Regions from separate parts of the Mus musculus genome. Here region 2 is linked to region 1. The links are chromatin contacts, called in public Hi-C maps. All regions are on one chromosome and are shown on one strand. The core of a region is the stretch at or near the end of the contact, and the rest is flanking DNA. Distances in the headings are between cores, read along the strand shown. Region 1 overlaps Usp4 (ubiquitin specific peptidase 4 (proto-oncogene)). Region 2 holds the start of Impdh2 (inosine monophosphate dehydrogenase 2).

Region 1 (4,842 bases), core at 1,281-3,780:
TGGCCTATATGGAAAGAGGAAAAAGGGAAGGAAAAACATTCCCCACTCTCGGTTAAGCTGCAAAAGCGCTGTCTTCACACTACGCAGGAGCTATGAAGTAGAGCGGAGAGAACTTGTCACGTCTGTGGGCCCAGCTCTGGTCGGTCATCTAGGGTGGCGTGGGCAGCAGCAAACTTGAGAGAGATTCCCATCTGAACCTAGGTGGGCTGACCTCTGACGTCAACCTCGACTCCACAAGCCTGTGTCTGCACTTACACACACGAACACACAGTCATCCATTCATTCATCCATTCACATATATTCTATGTGTGTGTGTGTCCATCTCGTGTGATGGCTCAGCAGGTTAAGTCCTCCCCATTCTAACTCCTAGAGCTTGATAATTCTCTCCTTCAATTTTTTCTATATTGCTTATGAATCGGTGGGCACAAGTACTTTTCCTATTGATCTCCTTTCCTGACCCAACAAACTGTTCACTTTATGGCTGTATCCTCATGCACAACAATATCTGGTACTGCACCAGAGATCAGAGAATGCACCTCACTCCACTCTATGCTCACTCTTGATCAACCACACCACTCCAAGAGACTCTACCCTTCATGGAGTCTCAAGGAGGCACTGCTACGTTTTCAAAAGCTGTCTCCCTTAGTGAAAATTCTTAGGCTTCAGAGTGTGGGGTGGATAGGGAGAAGGAAAACCAAGAAGACAGAGGTCCAAAGGCCAGGCCAGCCAGCCTGCCTCTGCCTGGGTTACCACCTGTACCTCCCAGGCTACAAGCTGAGCACCTAGAGGGTTTTCTCTAGAGCAGTGGTTCTCACCATTCCTAATGGTCACACTCTGACAGGGTTTCTCTGTGTAGCCCTGGCTGTTTTGGAACTCACTCTGCAGACCAGGCTGGTTTCGAACTCAGAAATCCCTCTGCCTCTGCCTTCCAAGTGCTGGGATTAACAGTGTGCACCACCACTGCCTGGCAGTGTTCACACCCTTATCACAGTTCCTCAGTCTGGGGTGACCCCCAACCATAAAATTATTTTCATTGTACTTCGTAACTGTAATTTTGCTTGTGTTTTCCCATGGTCACAGGCGACCCCTGTGCAAGCCCTGGAGGATCCACAGGCTGGAGGCTGCTGTCTGCTTTGTGCACTCTGGTGAAGAGGGGGGCAGTCCAGCTTGCACTTGCCCACTGTTTCCTACTGTTCTGTTACAGGTGTCACTCAGTCAGGGGCTTCAGACAACCCAGCTGAGTTCTCATAAAAGCATAGATGTGAAAGTCTAAGGAGGGCTGCAGAGAGGCTCCCATGACCAAGAGCACTTGCTGCTTCTGCAGAGGACTCAGCATCCATACGATTACAACCACCTGCAACTCCAGGCCAGGGAATCCAATACCCTCTTCTAGCACCAGGCACACACATAATACACAGATATACATACAAGCAAAATGCCCATTCACATATACAAAAAAAAAAAAAAACCCAAAGGAGGTCTGAGTTCAAGTCAAGATGTCCCAGTTACAGTTCTCAGCAGTCCCTAGATCCTTGTAGAGGCGTTCGTTCCCATGTCCTGGCTGAGTCAGTAAAGCTTTTCTCACACTTGACTGCTTCGCCTCTGCTTCTGATTGCATACCTACTATGACTCTCCAGCTTCCCTCTCACCTCCAGGGAGTCTCATGATTACAATGGGTCCACCTGGAGAGTCTCTTGATTTCAACATAATTAATTTAATCACACCTGCAAAGCAGTCTAAGTTCTGTAATAAGGACAAACATTTTGTGGCAATACAGTGTTTTCTACTAAACTTTTGTTTTGTTTTGTTTTGTTTTGCATATGCATAGATGTGGGAAACGTGCATGTGTGTACACATACATGTGGAAGCTGAGGTTCATGTTAGTTGTCTTCCTTCACTGCTCTTCACCTTCTGAGGCAGATCTCTCTGAATACAGGGTGAGACCATTTCTGCTAAATGGCTGGACAGCTTGCTCTAGAGATCCCTGCCTCCAGCTCCTGTGCACTAGGATTATAGGCAGGCTATCACACTCACCCAACACAGTGAGTTCTGGGAATGTGAACTCTGGTCTTCATGCTTGCATAGCAAGCAACTGACCTGCTGAGGCATCATCCCAGCCACAGGTTTGCTTTTGTTTGTTTGTTTTGTAGATATGGTCTCCTATATATCAGGCTAGCCTAGAATTCACTAAGTACCAGAGGGTGGCCTTGAACTCCCCTCCTTCTACCTGCCACACAGGTATGCGCCACTACAGCTGGCTCTGTTTGTCATCAGGTCAGGAAACACTCATGTTATTTCCCTGCACTACATCCTAGAGAAAAGCCATCACTTTCTACTGCAAGGTGCACAATTCCACAAGCCACATGAATATCTCCTGGCATAACTGTGCTTGGAATCCAAATTTAGTAGCTGAGCTGTAATCTGTAAGAGGCCACAGAAAAGTCGAGTAGGAGCAAGCTATCACCCTTACGTCGTCCAAGACCTCACCCTAATCCTCCTTCCTTTCTCAAAGCCTCTAAACTACAAGTAGAAAAATAAAGGAGCTTAACACACACACACACACACACACACACACACACACACACAGAGCCACAATATCAGATCCCTCCCCATCTCTTGTCCTGACGGAATCCCGACAGCTATTTCGTGCATGAATGTCAAGCAGGCTGCTTAAAAACTGGGGCTTTGGAATGAGAAACCGGCTTTCCACCTACTTCAGAACAAGCCTTCCCTCTTCCCTTCCTCTGCACCTATGAGCCAGGTACATGGGGGAGAAGACTCACTTACTTTGACTGCAGGCTCTGCCGGGGCCATGTGCCATCTTCATTTTGGGGCTCAATTACTAGCACCTGAGTGAAAGGGGAAACCAGATGAGCACAATGCAACAAACCCTACTGCTGACATGCTTACTGCCAGAAGCCTTCATGACACACACCCCAGTCAGAGTTGCCTGTCTGGGCATGGGTTGGGCCCGCTTACCTGACCCTGGTACAGCCCAGCATCCTGGATAGTGTTGTCTAGCTTGCTCAACTGCTCATAGGTGTTGCTCATGTATTTGTTCCAAAGCCGTGTTTCACGTTCTGCAGGGATGTTGAAGAGCTTCCTCATCTCCTTCTCAATAGTTGCTAAGAACAGGCAAAAACATCACTCAGGATTGTCTCCAGAAATAAAGTTAAAGAAACCCTAGAATTCACTAATACCAGAGGGTGGCCTTGAACTCCCCCTCCTTCTACTGCCACACAGGCATGCGCCACTACAGCTGGCTCTGTTTGTCATCAGGTCAGGAAAAACTCATGTTAAGGCAAGCTGGGTAGTGGTGGTGCTCACCTTTAATCCCAGCACTTGGGAGGCAGAGGCAGGCAGATTTCTGAGTTCTAGGCCAACCTGGTCTACAGAGTGAGTTCCAGGACAGCCAGGGCTACACAGAGAAACCCTGACTCAAAAAAACAAACAAAAAAAAAAAGAGGAAGGGAAGAAGAAAGATGAAAAGATAAAGAAAGAAAAGTAACATAAAAGTTAGAAAACTGGAAGCTAGGTCGTGGTGGCACACAACTTTCTGTCTCAGAAAACAAACAAGAAGAGAAGCTTGTTCTATGATCATTACTGTTAGACAAACACACACACACACACACAACCTTCTGAGTTTATTTCACCAATTTTAGATGGAGTGGGCGAGGCCACAGGAGAGATCTGAGAGAGCAGGGGAGGGGTGGAGTAAGGAGAGAGAAGGGGAGTGATGTAATAAAGTTTTAAGGAAGAAAAAGTGACCTCGGAGCCAGGATACATACAGCCCAGCCCATGGTTTAGCAATGGATTTGATGATGCACAGGATCATGAGTTTGAGGTCATCTGAGCTACACAGCAAGGCTTCATCTCAAAGAAAGTGGGTGCTAGGCAGAGTGGACAGAGGATGTGGTTTAGTGTAGAGCCCTTGCTCAGCATGAGTGAAAGGTCCTGAGATTGACCCCCAGCTCCCCAAAACAACAACCAACCCAAACAGAATCAGCCATTCTCCCCTGAGATTGTTAGGGTTTCTTTTTTTTAATTAATTTTTATATGTATAAATGCGTTTTTGACTGTATGTATGTTTGTACACTAAATGTGTTTGATACCCTCAAGAGGCCAGAGGCTGTGGGTCCATGGGACTGGAGTTAAAGAGAGTGTGGTGGTTTGAATGACAATGGCCCCCATAGGTTCATGTCTTTGAATGTGTGGCTCCCAGGTAGAGGAACCGTTTGGAAGGATTAGGAAGTGTGGCCTGTTGGAGAAGGGGATCCCTGGGAGGCTTCGAAAGCCCTCACTAGGCCTTGTGCTGCTCATGCTCTCTCCTCCTCTCCGAGGTCAGTATGGAAAGCCTGCAGATCAGTATGAAAATACTGTTGCAGCACCACGCCAGTGTGTTTCCTGCCATGACGCTCGCTCAGGGACTAATCCTCTAAAACTGTAAGCAAGCCCCCAATGAAATGTTTTCTTTTATAAGTGTTGCCTTGGTCTTGGTGTCTCTTCACAGGAATTAAACAGTAACTAAGGCAATTGTAAACTGCCACGTAGATACTACAAATTCAGTCTAACTCCTCTGGAAGAATAACCAGTGCTCTTAATCACTGAACCATCTCTCCAGCCACTGTTATGTCTTCTGTGTATGGTATGTGATTTGTTAGTGCTGGTATATGCATAAGCATGTGTGTGGGTGGGTGTCATTGTGGGGACCAGAGGCCATATTTAGGTATCTTTCCATCCCTTCCCATCTTTTATTTTCTGAGACAGGATCTCTCTGTGAATCTAAAAGTTCATTGATTTACCTGGGAGTGGTGACCAATGAGCTTCAGGAATCTACCTGCT
Region 2 (5,226 bases), core at 1,513-4,012, 200 kb before region 1:
TAGGTCTGTCCGGGCAATGATGGCTACCAGCTCATCATTTTCATTCACAATGGGCAACTTTCCTGAAGACAGAGCAGGAAACAAGTCACGGTTCTGAATATAATTTGAGCCCCTAGCTGGGCGGTGGTGGCGCACGCCTTTAATCCCAGAACTCGGGAGGCAGAAGCAGGCGGATTTCTGAGTTTGAGACCAGCCTGGTCTATAGAGTGAGTTCTAGGACAGCCAGGACTACACAGAGAAACCCTGTCTCGAAAAACCAAAATAATAATAAAAATAAAATAATTTGAGCCCCTTTCCACCTTGTAGGCCAGGCCTCACCCTTTTTACTTCGCTGCAGAATCTCATTTGCCTCTTTCAGAGTGACGCCGGCAGGGGCGACCACCAAATCTTCCCTCTTAGTCATGATCTAGGATGAGTCAAGAGGCAAAGGCCAGTCAGACCAGGACCCTCCTTTACCCATAGGTCAAACTATACTATCAAAAGACCACCACGATCACATACATGACCAGAGCCGCCCCTCCTGAGAGGCAGCCAGTAGTTATGGAGAACACAGCAGCAGGAGCAGCCTCTCTAGAGAGGACCACACAAGAGCATGGCGAAGAAAGGAAGCACAAACGTTACAGACATGTAGACAGCAGAGGCACAGCAGGAAGAAGGGATGGATGCAGGGATCACATGAAGTAGTAAGAAACATAGCTGAGCATTTTCCTTGGACAGGAAATGAGACTGTCAGCAGTGTCATAGAAGTAAAAAGAAACTGCATGCTTCCTCCAGTCTGGGCTTAGACCTTAGTTTCTCCTCAGCCAGTGGCACCCACCTCTTCCAAGAACCGGTCATGCTCTTCCTCCTTGAGGAAATCAATGTCCCTTGAGGAGATGATGCCCACCAATCGACTCCCCATCCGGCCTGTATCTGTGATGGGGATACCACAGAAGCCATGCCTGGCTTTGGCCTCAAAAACATCGCGTACACGATCCTTGGGGCTAAGGACCACGGGGTCAGTGATGAATCCCTGTTCGTATTTCTGGAAGGAATGGTGAGAAGGTCACTGTATCTTTGATATCACTGTCATCAGGCCCCTGTTCTAAAGGATGAGGTCCATGCCTAAGTGTCCTGTATAGCAGAGCCACGGAAACAAATGAAATGAAATGCTCAAACATGGACATAGGGGGTCTGGAAGCACCGTGCGTGCTCTAGCTAAGAAATGGGGTCTTGGGTCTTCCTCCTCAGTAGCTGAAGCTCACAGCAGGAGAAAGGACGCTTAGCAAAACAAACCCTCCACTTCCACCCCACGCCTCTAATTCCCAGCAACTCTTGGCCATGATGCTTGGCCTTCTAACCTTCACTTTCCGAACTTCATTGGCCTGGAATTCAGGTGTGCAGTTGTGGTGGATGAAACCAATACCTCCTGTAAGCTACAAGACGAACACACAAGTAAGTGATAAAACAGAAACACAATCTTTGGCTATAAGATGGCACCCATGGCGCTCAAGCCTTACCGCCATCGCGATGGCCATTCCAGCCTCTGTGACAGTGTCCATGGGTGAGGAAACCAATGGGGTCTTTAGTGTAATCTTCTTAGTTAGAGCAGACGTCAAGTCCTGAGGAGAAAAAGGACCAGCAAAGGAAAATACAGCTTATTCCTCAGGGTCCATCCCAGGAGCCCTGGGTGAGCTGCCATGTTCACCACAAAGCCTAGCCTGGTGCAGTAAGCTCACAGTAACGAACAGCAGCATCTTACCCCTCCTAGATATTTACCAATCCAGTTCCTAGAGTGGGTACAGGGGCACATGCCTACTGTAATAACAGTACCCACTCAGAAACAAGACTGAGCGTTGACACTAATAATTAGGGTCAACAAAACCACTTCTGGAACAGCCAAAGTAATGTAGGCAGGCTGTCTCAAAAACAAAATAGAGCCAGGCAGAAGTAGCGCACGCCTTTAATCCCAGCACTTGGGAGGCAGAGGCAGGCGGATTTCTGAGTTCAAGGCCAGCCTGGTCTACAGAGTGAGTTCCAGGACAGCCAGGGCTATACAGAGAAACCCTGTCTCAGAAAAAAAAAAAAAAAAAAAAGGAACCCCCCAAACCAAAAATCCAGTGCCTTATTACTCACCACCTGATCTGCAGTGAAGTCGATATACCCAGGAAGAATGAGAAAATCACTGTAGGAGGGAAATAAGCAGGTCTCTCAGGCTTGTGACACCAAGAAACTTCAACTCCATATATCATCCCATAAAACTCTTGAGCAGGGAGTTGTACCAGCAAGTGTGACACAGGCAAAATGTCACTGGGTGGATGCCACCGAGGTGTCATTAGTGCACGCTAACATATTCCACATATCCAGAGAACTGTGTCTCACGACTCAAGTATTAAATACTATTGAAATCACCCTCTAAACCCCTGCCCCTGCTTCACATATGTCGAAGTTAGTCTTCGGCGATAAGGAATTCCCGGATTCTGTTCCCCATCCGCTCCCACCAGTTTCAATGAAGCCCTCCCTCATCCGGCCTTCTCGCCAGCGTGCGGCCCCTCGCCTCGCCCCGATGGGTGCCCTAGACCCGCACTTGTAGGTGAGGCCGTCCCCGCAGTTGAAGAGCTGCTGCGCTGTGAGCCCGTCGTCCGGCACGTAAGAGGTGCCTCCGCTAATCAGGTAGTCCGCCATGACCACGGAGGAAGACAGACGCGTGGCTCCGAGAACCGCGCCGCTCCGAGGACCGCGCCGCAGAGGCCTCTGCCGTCCGGACCGCGCCAATATAAACTAGATTATTCCGTCACACGTTGCGTGCGTCGATGACGCCAGGCGTAGGGCGTGCGTACTGAGGGCCACGCCCCGTATAGAGGCGGAGCTGGCAGAGCTGGGTAACCACGTGCTTATCGAGCTCACAGGCCCAAGGCCAAAGGCCTGTTTCCTGTCCCACCCCTCCCCGCATCCCACCACAGCAGGATCCAGGCCCATTCAATTAAGTTTTGTTTCCACTCCCCCGCCCCCGCAGAGCTCCTCCCCCAAATAAAGACACGTTCTCCAGTAGCTTGTTGAAAAGACGTGCTTGTCATTCTTAATAAACAACTAGAATAAGAATACATAAGAGAAAGAGTGGTATCTTTATATGATACACAAGTGTATGTTACAAGAATTCCATCAGGCACAGGAGCCTCATTTTTAAGGCCTCAATGTTAGGCCAAAAAAAAAAAAAAGCGCATGGTAAAGTTTTTACTTTAACTTTTATGTCACTTGTCATAAAGAAGGGTGTAATAGAAATTGTCTGGATAAAAATCATAATTGAAGTTCCCCTTATTCTTCTTCCATCAAGATGTTAAGTTTATGTCTGAGCATTACAAAAAAAAAAAACAAAAAACAAAAAACAAATGTGGCTCTGAGTGGTCAGTAAAGTTTGCCGATTCCGAGTGACAGGCTGATGCATCAGCAGCTCCATCTTCCCTGAGGAAGGGAAGGGTCTGTATCTCTCCATACAGTCCAAGTTCCTTTCCCCACGCCCCAGACAAAAGAAAAAAAGAGAAAAGAAAAAGCCAACCACTTCCTAGGACACCAGGTTCTCAGAAAACCCAGATCCCTATGAACCAGGGGTCTGCCCATTTTATGAAGATGCAAAGAGGGCAATATCGTCTTTTACATTTTGAACAGAAGTAGCCTGAAAAGCATCATAACTACAAATTAAAAAAAAATGTGGAGGCCTCTCCTTTAGTGTGAAAGTCTGTCTGGTTTTTCCTGGATCTTTTTTCCTATAGCTGAGGCACCTCAGTGCATGGTGGTTGCATTGGCCACGGCAATGGCTTCTTGGATTTCTCGTATAACCAGGATCCGGGTCAGCATCTGTCCCATCTGTTCTCTGCTGATAGGCTGGACTGAGTACCAGATTGGGCTGTTGGGAGCTACAACTGGCTCAGGTGTCAGGTAAAAGGTGTCATTTCGGCCTTTCACACTCTGAGGGCTGAAGAAGAATTTCAGTAAGTAATAGCATAATTCTAACCCTTCCTGTTTGAGCCTCCCAAACAATTTCAGGTTGAACTACTTAAATCTATCTATATCCCATTGGCAGCAGATAAGCATCTAGAAGACCTAGCTCCAGCTGTTTACCCACATTGTTTTTAACTCAGCAGCAAAGGCCAATAACCACCTTCTCTGGGCTCAGTACCTCTTCAGTACTCAGTACCTCTTCAGTACTCAGCGTGCTCCAACAGTCTCACAGCCATTCCCTCATCCACTCAAAATTTAAGGAACATGTGTCAGCTTTATATTAGGTACAGATGTTAATTAAGTGGGCAGGGTTCCTGACATGTTATAAAAATATGTAAGAACTGATACTAGGTAAGAGCGACAGAGGAAATAGCTGAGGACAAAGGTAGGCGATCTAAATATGCTTTATTGGAGCTGCTAGTAATGTCCAGAAAAGGGAAAACTCTTGGATGTAAAGTATGGTTATGGGCTTTTCAAGCAGCAGACATGAAATAGCAATGCAAGTGCATTGGGAAATTGTTCATCACTTATAGAAGAGTGACGAACTCACTGAAGGTTTTATTCTAATGAAAGTACAAAGACCCATAGCCACAAAAGCTGTTCTGACATTGATAGGAAGAGGATGTACCAACCTGCTATGACAAGAATACAATCAGAAACCTAAAGGAACCCCAACACCCCTATGCTGATGGCACCAGCAATAAACTTTGAGCCAGTGACAATGTCCACCGTGTGATTTTAAAAGAAAAAAGCTGCTCTTGCTTCTCTCTTGCCCTCTTGGGCTATTCCCTTCCCCCTCTCTTCCCTATTCCCTTCCCCCCTTCTCTCCACATGCTCATGGCTGGCCTCTACTTCTCTATTCTCTCCCCCTCTCTGCCTTTTCTGCCACTACTATCCTCTTGACTCCCCCCCTTTGCCCTTAATAAACTCTATTCTATACTATAAAAAAGAAAGAAAGTAAAGAAAAAAGCCTTTGTACCTGTATACCCTCTGTGAAGTTACGTCAGAGCCTGCTGTGGTGATGCACACTTTTAACCTCAGTACTGTCTGTCAAAGGCAGACAGATCTCTTGTGTGAGGCCAGCCTAGTTACAGAATGATTTATAGGCCACCCAAAGCTACATAGAAGAAACAATGTCTCAAAAGAAGTGGCTAGTGGAGTTCATGATCCATTTATACTATAGTGTTGTGTATATGACACTTTTTGGCTAGGTGTGGTGGGAGAGACCATTACTCTGAGCACTCAAGA

The links. Hi-C and Micro-C count contacts between places; a contact is called where the count stands out from the background.
Region 2: a contact with region 1 is called in a Hi-C map of rod photoreceptor, with 2.7 times the contacts expected there. The contact joins the promoter of Impdh2 here to the enhancer-like site in region 1. A contact is called at or near these places in 4 of 39 promoter capture datasets (the C10 cell line, cranial neural crest, hippocampal neurons and 1 more), 7 of 484 Hi-C or Micro-C datasets (LSK cells, Th1 cells, embryonic stem cells and 3 more), 4 of 115 datasets of contacts at active chromatin or transcription factors (the 230-238 cell line, embryonic midbrain, large pre-B cells and 1 more) and 3 of 9 other capture datasets (adipose tissue, liver and pancreatic islet).

Annotation. Positions count from the first base shown.
Region 1 is chr9:108,360,844-108,365,685 of GRCm38.p6, reverse strand. It overlaps Usp4 (ubiquitin specific peptidase 4 (proto-oncogene)), which reads right to left. Exons shown (of 22, transcript NM_011678.2): 5 at 2,980-3,125; 6 at 2,788-2,849. Among named protein-coding and RNA genes, the nearest start is that of Usp4, 15 kb to the right of the region's middle. Within about 2 kb of position 2,530, at least 4 of the 459 cell types and tissues checked have an H3K27ac peak or open chromatin away from gene starts, as enhancers often do. A contact at or near this core is called in rod photoreceptor, where this site is marked.
Region 2 is chr9:108,557,972-108,563,197 of GRCm38.p6, reverse strand. It overlaps Impdh2 (inosine monophosphate dehydrogenase 2), which reads right to left and starts at 2,762. Exons shown (of 14, transcript NM_011830.5): 1 at 2,567-2,762; 2 at 2,116-2,164; 3 at 1,500-1,601; 4 at 1,341-1,415; 5 at 818-1,024; 6 at 319-406; 7 at 1-62. The coding sequence starts at 2,664. Qrich1 (glutamine-rich 1) reads right to left here. Exons shown (of 10, transcript NM_175143.5): 10 at 3,031-3,952. The coding sequence ends at 3,760.